2 separate regions of the Rattus norvegicus genome follow, and region 2 is linked to region 1. A link is a contact called in public Hi-C data. All regions are on one chromosome and are shown on one strand. Each heading gives the region's core, a stretch centred on a gene start, on an enhancer-like site or on the middle of the called end of the contact. The rest is flanking DNA. Distances are from core to core; before and after follow the strand shown.

The links. A called contact is a pair of places that touch in the nucleus more often than the background predicts.
Region 2: a Hi-C map of the A7r5 cell line shows a contact between it and region 1, with 5 times the contacts expected there. The contact joins the enhancer-like site here to the promoter of Il6 in region 1. A contact is called at or near these places in 4 of 12 Hi-C or Micro-C datasets (the A7r5 cell line, the Rat2 cell line, kidney and 1 more).

Annotation. Positions count from the first base shown.
Region 1 is chr4:5,892,165-5,895,955 of GRCr8, reverse strand. It overlaps Il6 (interleukin 6), which reads left to right and starts at 1,381. Exons shown (of 5, transcript NM_012589.2): 1 at 1,381-1,463; 2 at 1,626-1,810; 3 at 3,086-3,199. The coding sequence starts at 1,445.
Region 2 is chr4:6,096,405-6,100,209 of GRCr8, reverse strand. All of the region lies in intron 1 of LOC120102202 (a long non-coding RNA gene), which reads right to left. It also overlaps a transcript of Dnajb6 not described here. Among named protein-coding and RNA genes, the nearest start is that of Dnajb6, 130 kb to the left of the region's middle. Within about 2 kb of position 1,584, at least 55 of the 93 cell types and tissues checked have an H3K27ac peak or open chromatin away from gene starts, as enhancers often do. A contact at or near this core is called in the A7r5 cell line, where this site is marked.

The sequences.
Region 1 (3,791 bases), core at 132-2,631:
ACCTATGTGAGGACTAGTGCCTCACACAGTGAAAGAATGGGAAACCTCACTTCTTCAATAGGCAGTTTCTCGTTTATGTACACAAACAAGAGTCCACCCATATTTTAACTGTCCCAGCAACAGTCATTGCTTTCAGAGTCTTAAGGCAATCTGCAAAGTGAAGAAACTGATTTCGATGCTAAGAGTCTGATTTGTAAATAGTTTTGGGTTTATATACAGAGCCTACTTTCAGCCTGTAATCATTTTGAGTGCTATCTAGGTATCTGGAGACAGGTGGACAGAAAACCAGGGACTAATCTGTAAAATAAATTGAACAAAGGGAAGAAGTCTGTTTAAGCTTGACCCAGCCTAGAAGTCTCGGACATTAGAAGGGTCATTCTGAGTGAGACATGCCACCTTTAGATTCAAATCCTGTCACCCAGTTAAAGGGAGCTTCAAACATCTAGCTACGATACAACGAGGTCCTTCTTTGCTGTAAACCCTGAATAAACGTAAGGACTGCAACAAACCTTCAAGTCTCCTTGCATGACCTGGAAATGTTTTGGGGATGTTCTGGCAGCAGTGGGATCAGCACTAACAAATAAGGCAACTCTATTACAGAAACTAAAAGTCTTACTAGTAAGATGGCCAAGAGACCACTAGGGAGAAATCAGAAAGTGGACTTGGACTTGAGAGGAAACCAGGAGTGCTTGATGACAGAAGATATTTCTGTTCTTCACTCCATAGTAGCCCACCTGGCAACTCCTGGAAACAACTGCACAAAATTTGGAGGTGAACAAACCATTAGAAGCAGCTGGTCCTGATAACATGCAGGAAGAACAAGCAATATGCAGCAGGCATCACTACTGTCTGTGTGACTCCAGGTCAGGTGCTGGGGGTGGAGTGGGAGTGGGAGTGTGTGTCTTTGTATGATCTGAAGAAACTTAGGTCAGAACATCTTTAGATTCTCACAGACATGAAAAAATTAGAAGAGTAAATCCTGGCCTCTTATTAATTCATGAGTGTTTGTGTGTGCGCACATGTGTTTAAATAACATCAGCTTTAGCTTCACTTTCTCCTTATAAAACATTGTGCATTTCAGTTTTTCCCCCTATCAAGTGCTCAAGTGCTGAGTCACTTTTAAAGAAAGAAAAAGAGTGATCAGGCTTCTTAAGGATAGCCTCAAGGATGACTTAAACACACTTTCCCCCTCCTAGCTGTGATTCTTTGGATGCTAAATGACGTCACATTGTGCAATCTTAATAAGGTTTCCAATCAGCCCCACCCACTCTGGCCCCACCCCCACCCTCCAACAAAGATTTTTATCAAATGTGGGATTTTCCCATGAGTCTCAAAAGTAGAGAGTCGACTCCCAATAAATATGAGACTGGGGATGTCTGTAGCTCATTCTGTCTCGAGCCCACCAGGAACGAAAGTCAACTCCATCTGCCCTTCAGGAACAGCTATGAAGTTTCTCTCCGCAAGTAAGTGAAGGCAGTTTCTCGCCCTCTGGCGGAGCTATTGAGACTGTGAGAGGAGTGTGAGGCAGGGAGCCAGCCAAGTGGGTTGGCTAGCAGCCAGCAGCCAGCATCAGGCGCCCAGCTGGGCTATTTTCTCATTTGCTTCTTTCCCTTTCCTCCACGCAGGAGACTTCCAGCCAGTTGCCTTCTTGGGACTGATGTTGTTGACAGCCACTGCCTTCCCTACTTCACAAGTCCGGAGAGGAGACTTCACAGAGGATACCACCCACAACAGACCAGTATATACCACTTCACAAGTCGGAGGCTTAATTACATATGTTCTCAGGGAGATCTTGGAAATGAGAAAAGAGGTGGGTAGGCTGTGAAAGTGATGACGGCCCAATGTGGGCATCCATTCATTCTCTTTGCTCCTGAATTGGGAATTCTCTGCTGGGTTCTAGAGCCCTTTGGATTTGAAGCTAAAGATCAGACTAGACTTGTATTCTCTCTCTCTCTTCTCTTTGCTGGTTTTGGGTGGGAGTTGTGTGTGTGTGGTTCCTTCCCTGTCTGGAAGATACAGAATGTGAACTGCATTTCTAGAAAATTCACAGTGGACCATTCTCAGTTCCAATTTAGTTGTTGTTTCTTGGGTAGGGATTCCTTTTTCTTTATCAAAGAGTAAGATCTCTTGGCCTTCATTTGTCCTTTGAACTCTACAAGGACCAGAAAGTGCTTTTTGGCTGAATGTAGTAAGCTGTGTGTGTGTGTGTGTGTGTGTGTGTGTGTAATCAGGATGCTCCAGGGTCAGCCCAGCTAAGATGCATATTGTATAGAGCCTAATAAAGTACTAACATAAAAAAAAATAGATAAGGCTGGGCATAATGGTGGATACCTCCCAGCACTTGGGAGGCACAAGCAGGAAGATTTTTGTGAGTTAGAGGAAAGCTCAGTCTACATATTGAGTTCCAGGATACCCAGGACTACATTGGGAGATCCTTTCTCAAAAACAAAACAAAATAAGAAAACAAAAAACCCAAAACCAACCAACCAACCAACCAACCAACCAACCAACCCTACCTAGATTAAAATATCTCACATCTTTAAATGCAAAGTATTTTGACTCCGCTTGACAGAAAGAAAAAAAAAACACAGTCAAGATTAATAGCCTATTCTCTAGGTCTGGGTGTGTAGAATCAACTTTTTAATCTTGGGAAGATTCCCAATTTATTTAGTACTCTAATTATGGAGTTAGAGATGATGGCACAGACCCTTCCAGATGGAATATTCTCTGACTTAAATTTATTTGCCCCAAAATATCATCACAATTTCTGTCCTTTACTAAGCTCCTACTCTATGCTGGGCAGTTTTATCATCGAATCGTTGAAATAAATGTATAAGAGGGACTTCAATAAGTCTTTATTTAAACATAGGCAATACCTAAGTAAGAGTACAAAGCTTGTAGTCAAAAGAGAGCCTGGGACTGAGCCTAAGGGACCCTTTTTATTTATTGGGCTGCTTAGTAAGGTTCTAAGAAGGTGTAGCTTCCCTTTTCTTAATGTGTCCTGGCTATGGAAGAGCATGACTTGGCCCTCTAGTGGTGTTTGTTGTAGGAGTACTTAAGTGCTCATTCTGGTAATCTTTTGCAGTTGTGCAATGGCAATTCTGATTGTATGAACAGCGATGATGCACTGTCAGAAAACAATCTGAAACTTCCAGAAATACAAAGAAATGATGGATGCTTCCAAACTGGATATAACCAGGTAGGAACTTGTCACATTTACTTCCAGCAATTCTTCAGCCAATGTTCTCTCTTGCATTGATACCTGCATATATACAGTCTCAGTCAGGTAACAAAGATGGGGAAGTACATCCAACACCACTTGGATGTAACTGGCCTACAGGAGCTTGCATACAAAAGGAGATTGAGAGGCACCTCAGTGGCTGCTAGGGTGAGGGAAAGTTTACATCACTCAATCTACGTCCATCAGGAGCCAAATGTTTCAAGTCTTTGTTCTCCTCTTGGCTTTGAGGTGTTAGATGATTAAAAAACATTTTTTTTCTCTAAAAAAATGAAAGAGTAGTTATAAAAAATGTTATGTAAATGTCTTGAGGAAAGTAACTTACAGCTTTAATTAAAAAGCAATTTCTTTGAACAGGTAAAGTCCCACTACACTGTTAAATGTTTAGCAAGTTTAGCTAGTTCATGTCTAGTACAGTAGTTTATGAGCCATTCTCTTCTCTGGTTGCCCCTGGAAGGATTCAGGCCTACTCTCCCTACTGAGGACACTCTTCATACCCCTCTCCTTCCAGCCAGTGATATAATCTGCATGGGTTTCTTATTTCTTAAAAGCA
Region 2 (3,805 bases), core at 335-2,834, 200 kb before region 1:
GGGGGACTTCAGGGAAATGTCTTTTAAAGTACCTGAGGTAGGTTGAATAATCTTCAGACAGGTGCCACAGCCTCTCCCACAGCACTCTGCCAGTTGGGGCAAAGATTGTCTTACAAGCAACAGAACTGCCCAGGATGAGGCCAGCTAAGAATTTGAAACCAAGGATCCCCTGGTTCTCCCCACTCCCCGATTTTCCTGCCTAGTTGTACTTACTCATTCTAATGATCTCCTTTCAAGGCCTGAATTTGGGGCTTGATGTCATCACACTAAGACTTTGTCTCTTTCTGGGGAATCTCCATTCAGTGCTAAAACCTGGGTCTTGGGAAGGGAAGACAATGCCCTTCCCATTTCCTCAGTGGTAGCTCTGATTGAGGCAGGGCTTACATAGTGGAGGAAGCTGGGCCCCAGGTCTCTCCCCTACTCCCTCTGGGCAGGGATTGGCTTTGGTGACAGAAGGATAGAGCCAAGAAGCTGGGATGGGAACACTGGAGTGGGAACACTGTAGCTAAGAGTAGTGGGATGTTCCAGGTCTGAGGGGACACAGTAGGCCCTGAAGCAAGTGGGACTGACTACAGTTGAATCTATTTTTCCTGGGGCATGGACAATGGGGGAGAGTTCATTTATAACTAATAAGAGAATCTAGAGACTGTGGAACTTCTTCCTAAATGTGCTCCTCCCTGAGGTGGCCTTCTACAGCTCAGTGATGATAATGAAGTCACCTCAATTTTCACTGTTGGAGTATGTCTATGAGGGAAATTCCTTCTCTCATTACAGTGACCCAATGACCCCAACACACACACACACACACACACACACACACACACACACACACACACACACACACACACACAGAGAGAGAGAGAGAGAGAGAGAGAGAGAGAGAGAGAGAGAGAGAGAGAGAAATTCCTTACAGTCTGAATGACTGGTATCTGGATTACACAGCACAAGCTCCAGTGGTTGAGGTCTCAGTGAAGCCCTAACTGAACCTACTTCCCAGCATGAGGGGAAAAGTGTAACGATTTGTGAATATTTGCTTGAATGTGATACAGTCACCTCCATCTTCTGCAGAAGTAACTATTCCCTTCAGCCTCAGTATGAAACACATTTAGACCACATTTCCCACATACAACGAACACAATAATGACCTTCCAGTATGTGGAGTCCAGACTGAAGTATCTGGAACTGGCCCACTACAGAATGAGCTCTTGTCCACAGTTCATCAAGGACCCTCACAGCTGCATACCACCATGTCCTCTTTGGAGGAAATGTCTGGATTACAGGCAGTGAGGCAGGGCCTTACAGAAAAATTGGTCAGGCGTAGGGTTGAAGCCCAGCCAGTCTGACTCAACAGTTGGTGCTGTACCTTCAGTGCTGTACAATCCATTCCCAGACACCCCATTCTCAGGCTGTGTCTGGTTTCTCCAATCTGTTTATTAACTCGTGAAGAAGCAAAATAATGAGTCATGTTGTGAATGTTGGATGACGATGGGCTGGAGCTCTTGTCAGCTTCCTCTCCACACACAGGCTCAGCACTCCAGAGCTCACACTCAGAGCTTTGCTCCGCCCACCCACCCAGCTCACTGTGGCTTGACCTTGTAGACCCAGTGGCTGAAGTCTTCAGATGATTTCCTGTTTTCTGCCAGTGTCTGCACAGAATACAGACTCTGTTTTCTCTGTGTTTCATTTCTGCACCATGACGCAGCTAAACCTGATTCTTCTGGGATCCACTCCAAAGAAGGGAGAGTAGCCAGAATGAGACCAAAAAAAAAGTGGTAGGTCCATTTTAAGAATGGGCAGTGTTAGTTCTTTGTGAGGGCCAGCTCCTGTGACTGCAGGGCTGAAGAACACACTTTGGAGGTACAACAAGGTGAAGATGCTTGTGTATATAGGACAACTTGGGTTTTAATTGCAAAAATACAAGGCTCCTTATGTCTTTGTCTCTATAAAATTAGGAAAATGAAAATTAACAATACAGTCTATACTAGAGGAAGGGCTTGTTCAAGGAAGATGGATGTGCATCTGGAGGCTTGGAGGTCAGGGTTGTTTTGTTAACCTGGCTAGAAACATCAAGTGGACAGGAGGTAAAGAAGTGGGCTAATGACTAACTGCTCCTCTGGTGACCTCTGGGCTCAGAGCTTTCATTCTTTCAAACTCTCTGATGTAAATTGTCAAAGCAAGTGGCAGAGGGGAAAAAAAAGCAGCAATGGAAGCTGCAGTTGCTGCAGTTTCTGGCCCTTAAAACTGTCTGTCTAACTCCCATTCCTAACTCCTGACTACTGGAGAAAAACTGACACGACTCTCACTTGGGTGTTCCTGTTCCGGTGGAAAAGCAAGAGCCCCCAGGCCTCTTCACTGATGTACATTTCTACCACTTTCCTCCTCTGCAGAAGCTGCTCCTGGCCCTTTTGCTGCCTCTTCAACCTTCTTTTTTACTCTGCCTCACCTTATCTGTGGTGGTTTGAATATACTTGGCTAATGGGAAGTTGTACTATTCGACATTGCCGCCTTGTTGGAGGAAGTGCTTCACTGTGGGGGAGGGTTTTGAGGTCTTATGCTTAAACTCTGCCCAGTGTGGAACAGAGACACTGGAAGACATCCTGGTTGCCTTGGGATCAAGATTTAGAACTCTCAGTTCTTCCAGCACCATGTCTGCCTGCACAGTTATACCTCCTGCCATGATGATAATGGACTGAACCTCAGAAACTGTAAGCCAGCCCCAATTAAATGTTGTTCCCTATAGGAGTGGCCTTAGTCATGGTGTCTCTTCACAGCGGAAATCCTAACTAAGAAACCATCTTTTCTTGCAATTTCCCTAGCACTCATGTTTCAAGGATTCCTGGCCTAGACTTCTCTTTTATAAACCAGCCCACATTTCTAAGTTGACTTTCCCTCTCTACCTTAATGTCTAACAGCCTCTTTTTAAAACTTTTATCCTTGTCTTATAAATTACATCCTGTTCATAGCTTCCCCTCCCTCCACTCCTCCTGGTCCCTTCCCCCACATCTCCTATATGCCAGATCAACTCTTCCCTCCCTCTCACCAAAAAGAAGCACTGAACATGCCCTAATAAGATAAAAGAAGACTGGCTAAAAACCCTTATATCATGGCTGGACATGGCAACCCTCACTCCCATTGTTGGGAGTCTTACCTAACAGCTTCCTTAACCTACTAGATCTAAACCCTCTCAAAGAAGTCTCTCACATCTCCATCCTTAGTTGATGCCCATGGACCACTGAGCTGCCTGGATGCCCCTCCTCTGACATCCACCTCACCAATCAGCACATCTGTGGAGTTTGAAATATGTTCATGATCAGCTTGTTTCAGCACCTCCATTACTACTGTCCTCTGCATTGTAAAGTCCTCACAGCCTTCCATGTACTGCTCAGGCAACAGCCCTGGCTAGTCTGACCTCTTTCAGCTACAATCCACATGTTCAGCTACTGCCTCATGTTCTCTTTATACTGCCATCTTCTAACTTATTTTTTGTTACTGTTGTTCTTGAGACAGAATCTTGTATGTTGCCTAGGCTGGCCTTGAACTCAAAACTCTCCTGTCTCCACCTCCTGAATGCTGAATCTGACTTAATTTGTAATATATTTATTTTGCTTATTTTATTGCTTGTCTCACTCTAAAGAACACAACCTCCATGATTACAAGAATATTTTTTTTCTGTCGTATTTATTAAGTATCCCAAATATCTAGGGAAGGTTTTAGGAAGAGAATGGGAACTTTTCAGATTTTTATCAAATGAATGAACATTACACAAAACCCTTGAATTTAAATCCTGATGAGACATAACCATCGC